Linked DNA regions of Gossypium hirsutum: region 2 is linked to region 1. Evidence: chromatin contacts called from public Hi-C data. All regions are on one chromosome and are shown on one strand. Each heading gives the region's core, a stretch centred on a gene start, on an enhancer-like site or on the middle of the called end of the contact. The rest is flanking DNA. Distances are from core to core; before and after follow the strand shown. Region 1 holds the start of LOC107913398 (IST1 homolog). Region 2 overlaps LOC107913400.

Evidence for each region. Hi-C and Micro-C count contacts between places; a contact is called where the count stands out from the background.
Region 2: a Hi-C map of leaf shows a contact between it and region 1, with 3 times the contacts expected there. The contact joins the enhancer-like site here to the promoter of LOC107913398 in region 1. A contact is called at or near these places in 21 of 34 Hi-C or Micro-C datasets (anther, callus, fibers and 4 more).

Annotation. Positions count from the first base shown.
Region 1 is chrD11:32,043,799-32,049,588 of Gossypium_hirsutum_v2.1, reverse strand. It overlaps LOC107913398 (IST1 homolog), which reads right to left and starts at 3,309. Exons shown (of 2, transcript XM_016841965.2): 1 at 2,801-3,309; 2 at 1,590-2,719. The coding sequence starts at 3,090. The coding sequence ends at 1,894.
Region 2 is chrD11:32,141,619-32,147,408 of Gossypium_hirsutum_v2.1, reverse strand. It overlaps LOC107913400, which reads left to right. Exons shown (of 23, transcript XM_016841970.2): 18 at 1-137; 19 at 955-1,113; 20 at 1,195-1,395; 21 at 1,741-1,935; 22 at 2,015-2,086; 23 at 2,237-2,611. The coding sequence ends at 2,359. Among protein-coding and RNA genes, the nearest start is that of LOC107913400, 11 kb to the left of the region's middle. Within about 2 kb of position 2,713, at least 4 of the 9 cell types and tissues checked have an H3K27ac peak or open chromatin away from gene starts, as enhancers often do. A contact at or near this core is called in fibers, where this site is marked.

The DNA of each region.
Region 1 (5,790 bases), core at 2,060-4,559:
CAAGTTTATCATTTCCTATTTACTTAGACACTAAGTAACTCAATTACCAATAATTTAACTTATTCAAAACACGATTGAACATGCCCAAAATACACTAAATTCATCACCTAATATGCCTAACCAATATACCCTCATTGGTACCACATTTTATATGTTCAAATACATCAAAAACACATCACACATTCAATACTTTTATTCATATCACACTTACCATATTTGAACTAACTTTCAAACTTCTAAAGTTATCAAATATGAAGCTAAGCACATACCAAGCATTATGATAAGCTACAAAACTTTAAACTATCACATACCAAAATACCATATTTGAACTAACCATTTGTCAATAATAAAAAATGAATGATATTAGTAAAACTTGGAAACCTTCTTTAAAGGGATGAAGATGTATTTTACTAATATCATTTCATTTTTTTAATTTCCAAGTTTAAAATATTATTTTCTTTTTATTTTAATTCAATTAATTTTATATTCTCCATGTATCAACTATCCATTTGTCAATAGCATCATGCATGTTTAAAACTAATGGGGTCCATTTGTTTGCATGTAAAATAAAATATTTTCATTGTTTTAGGGTGTTTGTTTGGTAGAAAATAAATTACCAAATGAAATCATTCTCCAAAAAAGGTAAAATCAAGGCTTTTTTAAGGAAAAATGTCTTACCAAAATTTTTTTCGCAAGACATTTTCCAAACTAATAAGGCTCTGTTCACTGTCAAAGAAACGAAAAGGAGAAGCTTTTAGAGCAATAAAGGGGAAGCTCACCTCACCGTCGAAGAAAACAGTCCCTTATATTCTAATTTTATATTTTTTACGATTTAGTCCCTAAAATCCAAATTTTTACTATTTTAAAATTTAATTCCTGAAAAAAATTTTCTTATTCTATAGTCCAGTCTTAAACCTCATTTTGTACAATTTTACAAAATAGTCCATTTTCTAAAATTTCCAAATTTTATAATTTAGTCCTTACAACTAAAATTGTTAAATTTTCCAAAAATTAGTCCTTGATTTTTGAAAAGATAAACTTTCATATTCTATTTTTCAGAATTTTAAATTCTCAAATAATGTAAATTAGTCCTAAAACTCAAGTTTTGAAATCTTTACAATTTAACCCCTATAGTTTCAAATTTACTATTTTAGGCTCAACTTTCCAAATTGTCATATTTCATAATCATATAATTTAGTTACTACATCAATGTTTCAGATTTCACTACTCAAACCCTTAGAATTTGAAAATTTACAAAATTTACAATTTGGTCCTTACTTCAATTTTATCAAATTAAATCATTTTTCAAGTTACTCTTCCAAATAATATTCGAAATAAATATTTATCACTTTCAACTTAATTAAACATAAATTTATATCTATAACTTTATATTCCCAAATGTACGAATTAATGATTAAGCTTAATTAAGTAAATTAAGATTAATTAAAACTAAAACATGATTAATTAAAATATAATAAGATTTATGAAATAAACTCAACTAATCAATGAAAAGATAGTAAAATCTCAAATGTATGTTTGTTTCATTGAAAACAACTTTTATGAAATATTTTCAAGAAATCTGTCAAACAACCAAAAATATTTTACACAATTCATCCTAACACCAGAAAATATTAGTTTTTCCAGAAAAGTAAGTCATTTTTTAAAAATCATTTTTCAAAAACCATTTTCAATAAAACAAATGGAGCCTAAATTGAGAAATGTTGTAAAAATCAAATAAAAGAATCTCATCAGGTCCAGCTGTGTGTATTAGGAAAAAATAAATATATTAACCAAATAATAATAATAATAATAATAATAATGATGATGATGAGATAGAGCAACAAACAAAATTTCACTAACAAATTAAAATAAATAAAAATCAGATCCCATGGTCTAATCTCTTCTAGTCCTCATCGACACCCATTTTTTGTTCTTACGTGAATTCAAATGCTCTTCAAAGCTTTCAGTGTTCTTCAGCTTTGAAGATTGATATCCCAACTTGCTTTCATCCTTATTGACTTCATCACTTTGGGTAATCTCATAGCTCAACTCATGGGGCTGTGTGTGTGGCTCCTCTTTTGCCTTCTCCCCATCACTTTCCTCACCTGAAAGGTCTGCATCCGAATCTGAACTTGAACTAGAAACTGTCCTTTCTCTGGATAAACTTTGTCTAGTCTCTTCCGTTTCATTCAGCTCCAGGTCTTCGCTTCGGGCCATGGCATTATTTGGAGAATCAAAGTCTTGGGGTTCAATTCTTGAGAGCTCCACAGCTGCTCGTGCTGCTGCTGCTGCATAAGCTGCTGATACGAAAGCCTCTTGAGCAGCATCTGCCACATCTTTGTACTTTTTCCTTGCTTTCATTGACTCACTTAAGCTTTCATCCATGTCTTTTCCTACAGGCAAATCGTTGGCTGACTCAGTTAAGTTCCTCACCTCTACAGCCATTTCCTCCAAATGCAAGGTGATACCCTTTTCAGTAGCAATCTCCTTGAGCAATTTTAACTTGCTTTCTAAGCTTGGCCGCAGTGTTGAAAGCTTTTGTATCACCTTAGGATTCACACTGCAATTGTTGCGTAATTCAATGGCACGAACCACAAATTCTTTCCCGAAAGTCGATGAAAAAACCCCACGAATGTGAAGAAGCTCAGGGAATTCACCACACCTTGATGATGCAAACATCAAGGTCGATGCTGCCTCTTTAAGCTCATCAGGACATTCCCTATATACATGGTCGAGAAGCATGTCAAATTTCAGAGAACTTAATATAAAACCAAGAGGAAAAATATTAAACCAAACTTACTTGTTCTTTTGAATCAGCATGACCCTCTCTATCAACAAATTACAGTAGGTTTCCATGATAGTAAATGCATCCACCATATTCTGTTCTCTAATCAAATGCTCTACACGAAGAAGGGCCTGTTCATGGTGACCGAGGTTAAGGAGTTCAATCACATCAGACCGGGCGTGGGTACACCGTACTTGATGCTGGTTCTTCAAGATACCGATCCGAGAAATAGCAAGCTTGGCCAGAGTTTTAAACTTGGAAGCCTTGAAGTTTCTTCCAAGCAAAGCATCCAATTTCCTCCCCATGCTTCTGTCTCAGTAACCTCAGAATGAAGAGAGTTTAGAAGCACAAAAATTTGCTTATAAAACCAACAACATGGTGGACTGTTGTGATGTTTTGCAATAAAAGTGAATGAAGCACGTGTCAGTTTTGGGATTTATTTATTTCCAATGAAAATCTGGGTATTGGAATTGCGACCTAGCCTGGAACTTTGATTGTTTTTTTTTCCTTTGGTTTGAACGAGGCAAAGAGAGTTTGGTCAATTTGTGGAGGCTTTGTCATTTTCTATGATAGAATATTTCCACACGATTGTTTTTGTTGCACCCATTTACTTTTCGTAAATAGAATTATACATTTTGTTGGTCCACTGCCTGGAAATAGTCAATACCCAATAAAGTGCCACACCTACTTCTTATTTATGTGGTTCAATTGGTAGATTTAGTGTTTGAAATTGTTTCCCCATTCAAAATTACTGTTTGAATTTTAATATTGCGATTTCATTATAATTTTCCTATTATGTTTTCATTACCAACCATAAGACCTCCCTCCAAAAAAATCATTTTAGTTTTTAAATTTGGCTTTATTTATCAAATCACTTCTAAAATGGACGGAAAAGTTAGTGTTTATTAACTTTACTGGAATGACATATTCTGGACTGCCACATTAATAATTAATTAATTTTTAAAATAAAATTCAAATTTTTTTAATATATATATAAATTATTAAATAAGTGTAAAAAATATTTTTAACATTTTTTTAATTTTAAAAAATTAATTATTGCTAACATCGCATACACATGGCAATCCACATGTATGTCACGTCAATAAAATTAACATTTGTTAATTTTTTCATCCATTGTGAAGTGATTTGACAAACAATATAAGTTTAATGGCTAAAAGAGGTAAAAAAATTAAATGGAGAGCTAAAATAATTTTTTTTACAAAGTTGGAGGGTCAAATAAATCATTATGCCAATTGAATTAGACATGATTTTTTTTATTCAATTGCTATTGCAATAATTAGGAGTTTTAATTTAAGCGTAGAGAATGTGTTATGGGTAGAAGTGTGGTATGTTCAAAAATTTAATCCATATACTTTGATTTTTAAGAATTTAGTTCCTCTGCTTTTTAGATTTCAAAAACCAGGTTAATTGTTAACACTAATAAATTCTGTTTAAATTTATAGATGTGACATTTTAAAATTTAAAAAAAAACTCACTTGATAGCAATGTAGCTAAAAAATTATGTTTGTATTGAACCTAAATTTAACAAAATAATTTTAAAAGTGTTTACGATTATACTTAAATTTTGAAATCTAAAAAATAGAAGAGCTAATTTCCTAGAATTAAAAGTAAATGGATTAAACCTCAAATATATGAATAATGCAAGGATTTATGGCATATTCTAACATTAGATGCATTTCCAATGAGGTTTCTGAGAACTTTGAGATCACATGTTCGAGTCTCATCCTATTTAAATGTATGGATTATCTATTCTAGCTAATTAGCTTGTTAAAATATAAAATGACACAAAAAGTTAGGGGTGCTCACGGTTTGATTCGTCAATTCTTTTGGACTTTTGCGAATTCATCATCATAATTCAATTTAGTTTGGTTTTTGGTTTTTCCTTATTGATTCTTAAATTTTGAATTTTTGGATTTATTTTAACAAATGAGCTTTGCTTTATATTTTTGGCTATTATTTGATAAGTTTTAAAGTCTTTTTTATGATTATTTCTAAAAAAACAATTTTCAAGTAATAAAAAAATCAACAACTTTTATATATTATTTTTTAAAAAGTATTTTTTAAAATAAAACTTTTAAGTTATTTTCACCATTTTAATATAAAATATTTATTTTTACATCATATAAAATTAAAATAATCATAAATTAAATAAAAAATACCATTCGATTTGGATTGGGCTTATATTTCTCAAATCATAAGTTGTCGAATCAATTTTTAAATTTTTTTTCTTAATATACAAACATATTAAAATATATATGACAAATTATTAACGCTTAAAAAATATAAATTTTGAACATAAAAAATAACATCAACGATTACATAACATTTTTTCCTAAATTGAATTATTATGAAAGTTTATACAGAATATATTATGAATTGAGGCACAACATAAATGTCTACATTAAATACCAATAACAATTGTCAAACTATACAAATATGAAATGATTTAAGGCACTATATGAAAACAACATAGAAAAAGTAATTAAAACACACAAAAAGCAGCATAAAGGTTTCGCCCCTGATGACATTAGATTATTTTGAGTATTAAAATTTTAGAATTTGGATCAACAAATTTTGTCTGCTTTCTAGCACGCTTCTGGTCTGCTATATGTGTCTGGTTTTGATGACAATGCTTTTAAGGTTTTGGTGTGGCTTAGGTGTTTTTTGATTTGCTACCCAATTTTGTTTTGTGTTCATTTACAATGATGGAAAGGGAACTGGCAATGTTCTCTCTGGATGATGAAGAGGATGAGATTGTGGAGGTGCAAAGACAGGTGGAATCGACAGTGAATGAGAATGAGTTCTGTTTGGTAGGGTGTTTCCTGACGGCTAGTGTCATTCACTTTCTGACTATGAGGAGTACAATGACTAATTTATGGCACCCTATTAAACGAGTTCAGATCTCAGATCTAGGAGAAAAAGGTTCATGTTTTGATTTTTTGACAAGAAGGATTTGGAGAGGGTTATTAATGGGGTTCCTTGGA
Region 2 (5,790 bases), core at 1,464-3,963, 98 kb before region 1:
TTAAATGTTCTGATATTAAAACATCACAATCAACAACTCCTTTCATAGATGATATGTATGATCGGCTAACAGAGACATTGAATGAATATGAAATTATCATTTCTCGCTGGCCAGAATTCACAATCATCTTGGAAAATGTACGTCGTTCTGACCTTTTGTTTTGTTATGATATATTTGACTGTTGCTACAGATTTTTAGAATTATGTAATACAGGAATGACATATAGAATTAAAAAAAATGAACCCAACAATATTTCATAAAATGGACCTGAAACTACAAAATAACATGTTACCTAGTTTCATGACAGTATCAGTTTTCAGGGGAATTTTGTACTTCTGATTTTGAGCCTTAAGTTAGGTTCTTGCTTAATATGACATCTTACTATTATTATGGTATTAGATTTACAACTTTTTTATGCCAATCTATCATTTTTGCTAGTTAATTAGAAGTTACCTAAAGAATTGTGATTAATATATAATATACAAAAGCACAAATTTGGAGAAACTTTTGATGTGTTGGGAATATCTTTTATTCTTCATTATATTATTAAATTAGTTTTAGCATATAACAAACGTAATATCAATTAATTAATAGTAAATAAAATTATAGTAACATTTAATTAGATTTTTTTGAATTACGTAAGTGTTTAGCGAGAAGATGAGTTTAGTTGTTTTTGAAATAGTGCAGTTGTTTTAATCCAAATTAAACATAAATAAAATCAAATTGTAGGTATTCAAAGTTGGTTTTATTGAACTATACAACGTATTAAACCATAAATTCGTAACAATAAATTTGGTCCCAAAAACAGTTATTACTTTTAGTTATATATCAATTAAAATTAATATTTAGCATTATAAATAGCATCCATCACATAACAACTATAAACATGTGTTTAATCTGCTTTATGCTAACCAAACCTGTTTATGTCTCGTTGCTACTTGTTGCTATGAAAAGGCTGTAGCAGATGTTGAGAAAGCCATTATTAAAGCTTTAGAGAGACAATATGCTGATGTTCTAGCTCCACTGAAGGATGGCCTTGCTCCTAAGATAATTGGCAAATATGTTCAGAAATTCACCAAAGGAACTGCTGTCATCTACGTTGTTCCGGATGAGGTAAAGTTTTCTTCACGCATTTTTTCTGATTTGTCCGGTTTTTACCCCCTAACAACTAAAGAAAAATAATTATTTTTTCAGTTGGGAGTTCTTTTGAATTCCATGAAAAGGATACTTTTTGTACTGCATCCCAAGATAGAAACCAAGCTGAAGTCATGGTGTCCTTGCACTCCACCTGGTGGAAATGCAATTCCAGGAGAGCGTCTCAGTGAAATTACAGTAATGCTGAGGGCTGACTTCAGAAACCATATTCAAGCAATAGTGGAGAAACTTGCAGAGAATGTGAGTATCCTCTAGTACGCAGTGGAATCTATTATTGGTTTCATATCATGCTTTTGAGATTTCCAACGTCTGTGATTCTGGACTCGTTTTGTTTATTATGCAGTAGAATCTAGTACACAGTATTATCTCCTTGCTTTTGTTCTGAGTCTCTAATTTCCAGCTTTTCTTTTCTTCTTTCTTTTTTAAATAATTTTTTCGGATAATAGTATGAAGATTACACATTCCTAGTTTAATATTTAGATGCATTGTTAGCATCCTGGAATATGTGAATGCACAAGTATTTACATATTATATCCACTGTTTTGTTAAAGATATTCTCATGCTTCTATTTCTTTATTTTTATAGACAAAAGTTCAGACTGCTACAAAATTGAAGAAGATAATCCAAGACTCAAAGGAAACTGTTGTTGAGTCGGATGTAAGAAGTAGAATGCAGCCTTTGAAAGATCTTTTGATAAATACGATAGAGAACCTCCATTCTGTTTTTGAGCCACATGTGTTCATAACCGTCCTTCGAAATTTTTGGGACCGGATGGGACAGGTAGAACTGGCGAATATCTTCATATCCTTAATTTAAAATCATGCAAACGTATATAACATTTTTTTTCTATTTCTTACAGGATGTTCTACACTTTATGGAAAACCGAAGAGAGAACATGTCCTGGTATAAGGGCTTAAGGATTGCGATTTCGGTAAGTCTCTCCTCGACCAGTGAACATTCTGATATAAATTTGGATCCCTCGGACAAACACTTGAACTTTGTCATTTCTATATATGGTATTAACCGATTGTTCGTTAGCCTTGGTAGTTTACATGTTATTGAAAGCATTGCTAAACTGCAGGTGTTGGACGAAATCTTTGCGGCACAGATGCAGAAGTTGCTAGGGAATGCACTCCAGGAAAAAGATTTGGAGCCACCTCCATCTGTGATAGAAGTGCGGTCGATGTTTGCGAGGATTTTGTAAATTATGAGAAGTATGTATCTGCCTGTACAGATTTAGTCGAATTACACACTGCTTGGAAAGGAATGACTACCAGAAGCGATGGTTTTCAGAAATTTTGTAGAGGTCTCCATTGGAGGCCATCATTTCTTTGCCTTTTGTTTTTGTGGAAGAAATGTATGAAATTTTGGGAAGTCAGAGATTTGATATCCATTTTCCTACAGTCTTGTAACCAGCTAACTAGCAAAGGAAAACTAAGGTGGTGTTAGTTTTTTACGTCTCCTTAGGTTTTGGAATTAATCATGATAAGGCAGCCAGGAGCTAAAAGTTGAAAATGAAAGCAGTCAGGACCATATCATTCGATTCAAGCCTTACGAATCGAGGGAAAGAAGTCATTGCGGGGGACTGAATTTTTGACGACGCAAAGCCTTGGGATAAAGTTTGGTACAAGGTCCTATACCATATAAAAAATTTCTTGAACTGTTTTATCGTCTGACATGGCGTAACGGTGATTGTGGTATTAAATCAAATTAAAAAGAAATGGTGGCAGATTGTAATTAATAAAATTGAAAACAATTTAGGGGGTAAAAGCAAAATTGGTTTCTTATAATTTTTTCCTCTAAATTGTTGTTTAGCTTGATGCAGTTCCAAATGTGGAGAAATTAAAATTTCAGGTTTTCAATTCTCTAGGAATTAAGATATTCTCTAAAATAAACTTTATGATGTGATACAATATTTAAATATCAGAATTTCCAATATAAATTATTTTTATATTAAATTAAAATCCGGAATAACCTAATTTTATACCGGAAAGTTGCCAAGTTGTCATCCATGAAAAAAAGAAATTTACTTTCCTGCCGTTTGTAAGTTAGTAATGAAGTTTTTCTCAAGAGAAGTTCATAAACCCCTTTACTAATTTGGATCTCCTTCCGTAATTAAAATATACATACCAATTAGATCAATAAAATCTTAAATTAACCATTCAACCTAAGCTTTACTCTAACCTTTTTTTATATATTTTTATTTCAACATGTATCATTTATTACTTCCATCAGTTCTATATGTATACTATTATTAAGTCCCTGACACCATTTCAACTGTGAAATTACTAAAATACCCTTACCTTAAAGGGTAATTAATATTACTATAAGGGTATTTTTATCTTTTCATACATTTATATAATTTTCAAATAAAATAATTGAGAAACAATATTTGAGAATCAGACACAAAACCAACAAATTCATATAAAAAAACCTTACTACTCTACTAAGGCCCTGTTCTTCATTGCGCTTGGGAAGCTAAAAGTGCTTTTTCACCGTAGAAACAATGAAACACCTAGCTTTTGGGGTCAAAATTTGTGGTGGAAAAGTGTTTTTCCACCCAATTACAAAAGCTAAGATTTAAGTGTTTTTAATTTTTACATTTGGAAGTAAAAATTATCAAAATATCTTTATTTATATTAAATCTTAAAAGTATATAAAAAATAAGATTAATTTATATTTTATGCATCATTATTTTAAATTATTTAAATATGATTTATTATATTTAAGTTTTTAAATATTTTATGTGCCATTAATTTTACAAATGATTTATATCAATTATTTAAAAAGTCTTTAAAATTTATACTTCATGTACCACTATATTAAATTATTAAAATATTATTAAATAATTAAAAAAGAATATAGAATAATATGAAATATCTGTTACATACAATCCATTATCGCAAGATTTGGACATTTGGGTGAAAGGGATAGTGGAAGAACGAGATTCTGAATTTTGGAGGGAATTGCCACAGTTGATTAAAAGGAGTCATCAATTTTCGTTTCTAGTCCCATCATCTTTTTCTTTTAATGTTTCTATCCAATTGTTTGAGATTGGGGATTATAATGCCTTTGTGATCCGATTCTGTTGGTGCAATTATCACAGTTGGTAGGTGCTTTTTTTTAAATACAATTAATTTTTTTGGTTGGGTAGTTAAATGTTGGTGGTTTTATCCTTGAGCCTCAGATTCGATTTCCATCCCACTCATATTTATATTTTTATTTCATGTTGTTTTAAGTTTCTTCTTCTTCTTTTTTTAATGAATGTTTTTAACATATTAGCTTTCTTAATTGAATGGTTAAATAATAATGATTTCATCATTAAGATCCAGGTTTAATTTCCCTTTTCTAAACACATTTGTAATTTTTATTTCATACTACTTCAAGTTTTTTTATTTTTAATTAATAAATATTTTTTTAATTTTTTTATTTTAATTCATCTTTTTAATTAACAACTCTTTTATTTATAAAATCAAATAATAAATATGTAATTATATAATAAATATATATTTTACATATATCATTATGTTAAAAATATTTGAAATTAATAATAACTCTATATATATAATATAAACATCAACTATTTTTTTGATATATTTTTCTTTATATATAATATTTATATGTCAAATATTTATTTTCTCCACGTATATTGTGGGTATGGTGATTTCTAATATTATAAAATGAAATAATTGTTTTTTCATCTTGTGAGTATTATATTTCAAATATTTTTATATGTGAAATATTTCAATTAATTATTTGAAATACCATTATGTTTATATGTGAAATATTTTAAATACACATACAAAAATATTTACTACACTCATGATATGGATTGAAAAATAAGTATTACACATATAAAAATTATATTTACTAAAGATAATCATATTTGTAATAATTATTTGATTTTATGAATAAAATATTTATTAATTAAAAAGATGAATTAAAATTGAAAAAAAAATTATTAATTAAAAAAAACTTGAAACAATATTAAATAAAAATTAAAAATGTGTCTAGAAAAGGGGAATTGAATCTAGGTCTCAATGATGAAATCATTATCATTTAACCATTTAACTAAGGAAACTAATATGTTAAAAACATTCATTAAAAAAAGAATAAGAAGAAGAAGCTTAAAGCAACATGAAATAAAAAAATATAAATGTGAGTGGGAGAGGAATCAAACCTAGGACTCAAGGACAAAACCACCAATATTTAACCATCCAACTAAAAAAATTGATTACATTAAAAAAAGTCAAAAATTACAACTTAAAGGGAAAACGCGCCCAGCTAGACGTGCTTTCACATTCTTTCTCAAAAAATGACTTATTTCCCTAAATAAAATTTAAAACGAACTAAAATCCTAATTAAATTTCTTTTTACATATTCTTCAAATTTAGCCTTATTTATTTTTAGATGTTGATTAGCATATACATGAATGTGGTAGTTTAAATGCCCCAAATTATGATGATTCGCTTTTATTTGGAATTGTTATTTAAATATGTACTCCATGATTTTTTATGTTTTATAAAAGTTTGAGCCAATATTTTAGCATTACTCAAATAAACGAGTTCCTTGTCAAAATTACTGGATATAATCTCATTTAGTATCTTTAATGTTAAAATGCAATTTTTAAATTTA